Linked DNA regions of Mus musculus: all the other regions are linked to region 3. Evidence: chromatin contacts called from public Micro-C and promoter capture Hi-C data. All regions are on one chromosome and are shown on one strand. Each heading gives the region's core, a stretch centred on a gene start, on an enhancer-like site or on the middle of the called end of the contact. The rest is flanking DNA. Distances are from core to core; before and after follow the strand shown. Region 1 holds the start of Otx2os1 (orthodenticle homeobox 2 opposite strand 1). Region 2 holds the start of Slc35f4 (solute carrier family 35, member F4). Region 3 holds the start of Naa30 (N(alpha)-acetyltransferase 30, NatC catalytic subunit).

Evidence for each region. Promoter capture Hi-C pulls out the DNA fragments that hold promoters and counts their contacts. A called contact is a pair of places that touch in the nucleus more often than the background predicts.
Region 1: a contact with region 3 is called in a promoter capture Hi-C map of liver, with 4 times the contacts expected there. The contact joins the promoter of Otx2os1 here to the promoter of Naa30 in region 3. A contact is called at or near these places in 5 of 39 promoter capture datasets (the 3T3-L1 cell line, liver, neural stem cells and 1 more) and 1 of 484 Hi-C or Micro-C datasets (embryonic stem cells).
Region 2: a Micro-C map of embryonic stem cells shows a contact between it and region 3, with 4 times the contacts expected there. The contact joins the promoter of Slc35f4 here to the promoter of Naa30 in region 3. A contact is called at or near these places in 2 of 39 promoter capture datasets (cranial neural crest and hippocampal neurons), 1 of 484 Hi-C or Micro-C datasets (embryonic stem cells) and 1 of 115 datasets of contacts at active chromatin or transcription factors (large pre-B cells).

What each region holds. Positions count from the first base shown.
Region 1 is chr14:48,667,840-48,670,539 of GRCm38.p6, forward strand. Otx2os1 (orthodenticle homeobox 2 opposite strand 1) reads left to right here and starts at 1,449. Exons shown (of 5, transcript NR_029384.1): 1 at 1,449-1,557; 2 at 2,455-2,610.
Region 2 is chr14:49,524,564-49,527,263 of GRCm38.p6, forward strand. It overlaps Slc35f4 (solute carrier family 35, member F4), which reads right to left and starts at 1,274. Exons shown (of 8, transcript NM_029238.2): 1 at 948-1,274. The coding sequence starts at 1,050.
Region 3 is chr14:49,170,839-49,173,538 of GRCm38.p6, forward strand. Naa30 (N(alpha)-acetyltransferase 30, NatC catalytic subunit) reads left to right here and starts at 1,408. Exons shown (of 5, transcript NM_027492.2): 1 at 1,408-1,539; 2 at 1,778-2,555. The coding sequence starts at 1,779.

The sequences.
Region 1 (2,700 bases), core at 199-2,698, 500 kb before region 3:
CTTCTTATCCTCCTTTTCTTTTTTGTTTTTATTTTAGAGAAAGGATACCAAACAACATAAAGCAGGAAAATATTTAAGTCAAAGCTAGGGGAAGGAGGGAGGGGGTAGTACCCCGTTTTCGATTTCCAACGCTAGCAAAGAATGTGTGGGTCAGAGGCAGAACTCAAACCCAGGCACAGGCTTAAAAACAGGGCTATGTTCTCTTGAAGAGGACCAGACGGCGCTGAGGGAAAAATGGGTGAAGATGAACAAGAGTGGAACTGAGCTGTGAACATGCAGTGTAGGCAGAGAGTCACGCAGCTATGGACTGTCTGAAAACTCCAGCGTCCTCACTGGCTGTTCTTTTACCCCTTAGAATAACCCTTGGTCTCTGGAGTTCTGGCTTTCCAGGCATGTTTTTTCAATTTGATAAGCATAGAGCAAGATACAAAAGAAAACGTGAGCTCCCAAATCTACCGCCAAGGCAGATTTCCGGCCAAGGGAGGGGATACCTCAAATCTCTCCAGCTGAGTATGAGGTGACAAAAAGCCCCCAGTAGAAACAGTTTGTGCTTAAGAACAAACGCCTGGTACTTCAGGCCTGGGAGTTACTAGGGATGGAGGCGCCCTACTCAGAGGCCGAAACTCGGGAGCTGGGATGCTGCAGGGTCAACCAACTCAACTTCTTCTGGTCCAGACTGGTTTTTTTTTTTTTTTTTTTTTAAACAAGAATCAGAGTTTTCTAGAAAAGCAGAAACACGCTGGACAGAATATTAGGGGACGGGGCGGGGGGAGGTGAGGGGCAAACGCTACTGCTGAGTGTGTGAATGGAGGCTGGGAGGGGGAGGGGGGGGGAGGATAGCTTTCCCCTCACAACTCCCAATGCAGAAGGAAAAACAAAACAAAACGAAAAAACCCACCCCTCCCTCACTACCTCAGTCACCGCCACCACTGCTAGTGGGCCCAAAGAAACAGCTCGTTGCCTTTAATTTGGGGACCTATGTTAATGAAGTTGGTAATTAATTCGTCGCTTTGTTGTCGGTTCTTATACTGTATGTGTAATCAAATGTGGCCGTCCTTGGGATTTACAGCAATTAGCGAATTACGGGAGTGCGCACGAGGCTGCAAGTTCTCGGCAGCCCGGCTGGGCTCGGCTCCGGCCTAAGGCTGGGCACTCCGCTGCCGCTGCAGACTTGCAGGTGTGTCCTAAGAGCCTTGGGGTCCTGGAGGCTCCGCGAACCCTCGAGCTCCTCCGGGCTTGCCCAGTTCTTCCTGGCTCCTTCGTAGCTGTTCCAGTCCTAAGGAAACTCCTGGCTGTCGCGTTCCCCAGAGCCACGACTTTGTGGGGCCTAGGCTAGGGGGGAGGGTGAGTACGGATCTTTCCTTGTTACCCCGCCCCCACTGTGCAGAAACACCTGGCGACTGTCCCTAAGGCCTTTCATTTAGGAGAGGTAAACAAATGTCCCAGGCAGTTGTCCCGCGTGGCCCGGGCTGTGGGAAGCAGGTCCTGGCTCTTGGTCCGAGCCATCGTGCTTTGTATGATGGAAAGGCAAATCCACGCGAATCTCTTGAAAAAGAGGTTGTTTCCCACCCCGAGAAAAGAGTTCTCCCCGGTTTGATCATAATGATGTTGAAAGCATCAAAGGGCGAGAAAGAAAAGAAAAGAAAAGAAAAGAAAAGAAAAGAAAAGAAAAGAAAAGAAAAGAAAAGAAAAGAAAAGAGAAAAAGGCCATTGTGGATGTAGGGGAGCAAGGCCTTGGGGGCAGTAGAGGTGGGGTGCGGTAACGAAATAGAGCGAGGGCTTGTGAGTCACTCAAAGTAAATGAAAAAATCCGGAGAGAAAGCGATACATCTACAGTAGGGTCCGGAGACATTAGGAACCTCTCAAGGCCCGGGTAAAGGTTTGGGGTGTCATCCTGAGACAACCCAGAGCAACCAAACCTCCCAGAAAAGTCCGGAGTGCTATAGACAGTGGAGGATTTCTGTTAGATACAGCGTGGGAGGGCTTTCCCCTTCAGCGGCTGGCAGCACACAGCCCCCCGCTTCTCCTTTGCCCTCTAGTCTAATAACTTCGCGGAAATACAGGGCCAATAAACCACCAGTTGGAAACGGACAGTGTTAAATAAACAAGGGTCTCTTTAAAATTCTCATCCACTTCAGATGTCTAAAGTAAGATCGTGATGATTTTGTCACGGTTTGGTAAATTTACCCCTTTAAGAGGCTTTTCATAAATCCCAGAACACACCTTCAGCCAGATTTGAATATAGATTTAGGTTTTAAAACCCAGAAGCTGGAAACACTGCTTTATCAAAGAGAATTTCCCTTTAGCTTAGCAGTGTGCTGCAGCTCTCAAAAGATTGGATCTGAAAGAGAGAGAGACACACGCACACGCACATAGGAGGAGAAAGAGAGCCAGAGCCAGAGATGAAGACAAGGGAGGGAAGGGAAAAAAGACTTTTCTTTTTTTTCTTTCTAGAGGAATTCTGCCCAGACTCTCCAGCAGTTGGTAGCAGGCAAGCTTTCTCCTGTGTCGCCTGGAAAAGTTGCAAAATTGCTCTTCACCTGTAAGAACATGCATTTTATCTTCCAGTCTCTTCTTGTCAATTTGGAAATTGCAGACACCCCGGCTCAGGTACGGTTTCCACAAACCCTATTCTAGGTCAGGACAAAAGCCACTGGCTTTGGGAGAAGGGGGGTGGAGAGGGTGGGCTGCTTCACAGAA
Region 2 (2,700 bases), core at 24-2,523, 350 kb after region 3:
AGGCTTCACTTTGGTGCTTAGCAGAACTAATCCTAGCAGATACAGTGGGGGGTTTGTGTGTCAGGGAAACAGAATGTGGAGACTAGAAACATAGAGACCCTCACTGCATCCCCAGCAACACGGTGTGTGTGTGTGTGTGTGTGTGTGTGTGTGTGTGTGTGTGTGTGTGTGTGTGTGTGTGTGTGTAGGAAGCGGTAGTGGATGAAACTGCTTCCAAAACCTGAGAGCAACTATGCAGACTGGCGTAATCTAGCCAGAATAAAGCTGAAATCCAGCAGCTCAGAGGTGGCCGCGTTGTGTGGAGGGTGTAGGTAGCTCCGCAATTCAGCCACTTAAGCAGGTTCTTTTCACTGCTCAGGGGGTAGAGAACCTTCTAAGGATGTTTTATCATGAACAATTATCGTGCTGGCAACATTTCAACAACCCCTGGTGAACAAGCTGACCCACCCAGCCAGTCTAACCTCAACCAACTAATGTCCCCCACAGTCTTCATCCCCAGCGTGGGGTAAGCACCCTGACACAGAGTCAAGCTTTCTGAGTGGGTATCCCAAGGGCTGATGGTCAGCTAGTGGAACAGCCATGTTAGCATCCTCCAGGCATAAATCAGCCTCCGGTAGGCTGACCGACGACAATCAGGAGCGCTTGCCCTGTCCTCTACACGCCTCTACCTCCAAGACTGAGACTGTCCCCAAACTCCTGGGTTCAAGCGCCCAGCCCCAATGGCTGCCTCGAGGTTCAGCACCGAGGACAGCGGACATCGGACATACTTTACTCCCTGAGGTCCTGGAGGCCAGGGCAGTGTTTGTGAGGGAGCAGACAATGCTGCAGGTGTCCCACCGCGCGCCTTCTGGCACCGCACCCCTGCCCCCTGTCTCCCTGTGCCCCTGTGCTCCTGAGCTCCCATCTCCCACCCGCAGTTCGCTCAGGACCGCCTCGCGGCGTCTTACTTTTCTGGCTGGAGTAACCCGGGTAATAGCCATAGTAGCCAGTAATCCGCAGGATCCGGTCCTCGATGGTGGCCACCCCGTTGGGGGCCGCCTTGACATCCATAGAGAACGCGGGGCGGCGGCTCCCGGAGCCGCGGGGCGTAGAGCAAAGCGCGGGGCCCGGGAGCTACTGCAGGTACCGCCGCCGCCGCCGCCGCCGCTGGTGCTGATGTTGCAGCTCGTGCTCCCGCGCCCCAGCTCTGATTCCACCGCTGGGCGCAGCTCTGGCTTCGCATCACAGCGGCGGCGGCAACGGCAGCGGCAGCGGAGCGGCCCCCACTCTGGCCGGCCTTTCTGTCAGCCTGGCAGCTCACCCGCCCGCCACCAGCTCACTGCTGCCCGAACAGCGCCCCCTCACCTCCGACGCCCACCCAGGTCTGGGACGCTTGTGGGCGCCCCACCTGGTCTCTGACTTTCACCGTTAACCCTTGTGCCAAAAGTAGACACCCCCAAGCCCACTTGAGGGAAGGACGGTGGCTAGATGCTCAAGGTGAACTGCTGTGGGTGGGAGACACTCACACAGAACTAGGGGTTAGCAATTCAAAAGATGCACACTGCAGTTTAGCACTTCTACCCTGCATTCGTTCCAGGCTCCTGCCCATTCCACCTTGGGTGTATGGATATGGAAAGCATTCACAGGCATTACTCGTTGCAACTTGTCTAGACATCCAAGGATCCTTTTTCTCCTTTTACCAACTGAGAAGGAGGAGGAGGAGGAAGAGGAGGAGGAGGGGAGGAGGAGGAGGAGGAAGAGGAGGAGGAGGAGGAGGAGGAGGAGGAGGAGGAGGAGGAGGAGGAGAAGAAGAAGAAGAAGAAGAAGAAGAAGAAGAAGAAGAAGAAGAAGAAGGAAGAAGAAGAAGAAGAAGAAGAAGAAGAAGGAGGAGAAGAGGAAGAAGAAGAGGAGAAGAAGAAGAAGAAGAAGAAGAAGAAGAAGAAGAAGAAGAAGAAGAAGAAGAAGAAGAAGAAGAAGAAGAAGAAGAAGAAGAAGAAGAAGAAGAATCTCGATCAGGTGGTGTGTGGATTATAATTACCCTAGTGAATGCAGAGATTTTAAGAGTTTAAGTCCTGTGTCTGATAGTCTACATGGGACCCCTACCTTCCAATAAACACAACAAAGGGTAGGACCATACATCTGAGCACAGCATATTCATTTGTCTAATTCTAAATATCCCACAATCTAAGAAAAAATATTTTCTTCTTTATTGTAAAACACATAAGAAGTAAGGGCTTTCAAACTGTATCTGAGCATACGAGCTATTGCCAAAGTCCAAAGACCAAAGAGAAACACTTTTTTTTCCTTTTGTTTTTTGTTTTGTTTTGTTTTTTGTTTTTTTTGTTTTGTTTTGTTTTTGTTTTTGTTTTTTTTTGTTTTTTTGTTTTTTTTTTCTGGAGACAGGGTTTCTCTGTGTAGCCCTGGCTGTCCTGGAACTCTCTCTGTAGACCAAGCTGGCCTCAAACTCAGAAATCAGCCTGCCTCTGTCTCCCAAGTGCTGGGATTAAAGCGTCACCACTGCCCGGCTACAGAAAGACTTATTATCTATGCAGAACATTCTAGAAGCTCTGTGATCAGGGTGAGCAGCCTTCACACCAATATGGCCCTTCTGAGTTGATGAGAAGTCCTAGAGTTAGCTGAATGCAAGGAGCAAAGGCTACCTTGTTCATAGATTTCAGTCCCTGTCTCTTAAGAAGTAATCCTCCAATCTCCATCGCAGAA
Region 3 (2,700 bases), core at 158-2,657:
TTTGAGCTGGTGGTGTCCTTTAATAGTCTTAGTGAAAAGGATTGTCACCCTCGTGTCTCAAACCATGCCACAGTGCAGGTTAATCTCACTTGAAATTTATTTTTATTTTTACTTAGTATTTATTTTTAGAAACAGTTTTGCTATGCAGCCCAGGCTTCCTTTGAATTCCATAGCTTTTTACTTTTGCCTTCTGAGTACTTGGATTCCAGACATGTGCTGACTACTGCAGCTCACTTTTTTTTTTTTTCAGTTTAGATTATGGCACAAAGTTGCAAACACCTGTCATAAAAGCCTATCTCTGAAAACATGAATCTTGGGCATACCTGACTAGCTCTATAAATCAGTTGAAATAAATAAAAAAGCTATCTAACACATTTTATTCTTTTTAAACTTGTTATGGGTGTTTGCCTGTATGTAGGCGTATCTGTGCACATTCCTGATGCCCTTGGAGGCCAGAAAAGGCTGTAGCCTCCCTTTGACCTGGGATTACAGACAGTTGTGAACTGCCATTTGGGTGCTGGGAATCTAACCCTAGTGTTCCTTACTGCTGACTCATCTCTTCAGCTCCTACAAGTTAATAAGTAACTTGATTAGTATGCGTGTGAGTTACTCAACTCTCAGATCAGATATGCAGAAAACTACCAGCTGTGGATTAGAGCAGAGGTAACCCACACGCTCAAAGTTTTTACACCTGCTTAGCATATCACATGGGAGGATCCCGTGAACTCTTACCAGGTGCTTCCCAACCTAACACAATTACAACCACAAATCAGGAGTACGCTTGTTAGCCGCCACCATCTCTGTCGCTTCCCCCAGTTGTTGCCTTTCGTTGTCCGGCACCTGTTTGTCACATTTATGCCTTCAATCTTTGGGGTGGAGGAATGGGGCAACAAGACTACTAGCCATTCTTTTGTCCCAACGGGGTAGGTAAAGGTTCTTCTTCTTCTTTTTTTTAAATTGCAAAATGCTATCTTCACAGCTCAATGTTTTAAATTCCCTCTAATTCGCGGTCCAGGCCGGGATTTGCTGCCTTTGTAGCCGGCGCTCCCTGCCCCACGCGCCAGGTCAGAGCAAAAGTTGTAACAGTACAGCTGCATAAAGGCACTAGAGGTTGGATGTCAACAGCCAGCAGCTCCCAGGGCACCTAGCCCTGCCCACCCGGGGAGGCTGCGGGGCGAGTTCCGCAGGAACCTCTGGAACCCCAGGCTAGAGCCCCACCCCCGGCACGCGGCCTCCCGGAAGCCCTCCGGAGACACCTCGGGCCCCGCCCCTGCACAGGTCACCTCCCTCCACGCCCCCTTTTCTGGCCCGGCAGCCGGCAGGCAGGGAAGTGTCGTAAAGCTTGGCCCAGGAAACTTTACCCGGGGTAACAGGCGAGGCGCTTTACGGCGGCGGCGGCGGCCGGGTGAGAGGCTCGGCAGCGGCGGCGACAGCGGTGGCGGTGGTGGCGGCGGAGCGGCCGCGGCGGTGAAGGCGACTGCGGCGCGGCGGTGGCTGAGGGAGAGGAGCGGCGGAAACGGCGGCGGGGAGCGGCGCGGGGTGAGCCGCGAGGAGGGGCGGGTGGGAGGCGGTGACACGGCCGGCGGCGGGGCTCGGGCGGCCAGGGACGGTGGCCGGCGCGGCGGCGTGGGGGCGGCGCGGCGTTGGGGACACTCGGTGAGGGACGGTTTCTGCCTTTGTTCCCCCCGCCTCGGCCGCCCCCGGCCCGCCAGTCCGCGCTGCCTGGCGCCGGTCGGCCGCCTCTCATGGCCTCCTCTCTCGGCTGTGTCGCTTCTAGGATGGCGGAGGTACCGCCTGGGCCTAGCAGCCTCCTCCCACCACCAGCGCCTGCGGCCCCAGCGGCGGCGGAGCTCCGCTGCCCGTTCCCGGCGGGGGCCGCGCTCGCTTGCTGCAGCGAGGACGAGGAGGACGACGAGGAGCACGAAGGCGGCTGCGGGAGCCCAGCGGGCGGCGAGGCGGCGACCTCGGCCAAGGCGCGTTCTTGCCTTCGCTGCCCGCAGCTGCCTCCGGAGCAGCAGCAGCAGCAGCTCAACGGCTTGATCGGCCCAGAACTGCGACACCTCCGGGCCGCGGCGACCCTCAAGAGTAAGGTTCTGAGTGCAGCGGAGGCGGCCGCCCCCGACGGGGCCTCCAAAGTGACTGCCACAAAAGGAGCCGAGGGACACCCGGGGGAGAGACCTCCCCACTCGGTCCCCAACAATGCAAGAACTGCACTCCCCGGCCGGTCAGAGGCAGCGGCGGCGGCGGCGGGGGCGGCGAGCGACCCCGCTGCGGCCCGAAATGGACTGGTGGAGGGCACCGAGCAGCAGGAGGAGGAGGAGATGGACGAGCAGGTGCGGCTGCTGTCTTCGTCTCTGACCACCGGCTGCAGTTTAAGGAGCTCCCAGGGCAGGGAGGCCGAGCCCGGGGAGGATCGGACGATACGATACGTCCGATATGAATCTGAGCTCCAAATGCCTGATATCATGAGACTGATCACCAAAGATCTGTCTGAACCCTACTCCATTTATACGTATAGATATTTTATCCACAACTGGCCACAGCTGTGTTTCTTGGTAAGTGGATGGAATGAAAACAGGGTGAGCCCAGCAGAGATCCAGGCCACTCGGGGCAGGGAGTGTGAGGGCCCGGAGTGTGGCCGTGGATGTATCCTTCATTTTCATAGTACCTTACAGATGGGAGGCGCGAAGGTGCGCACTT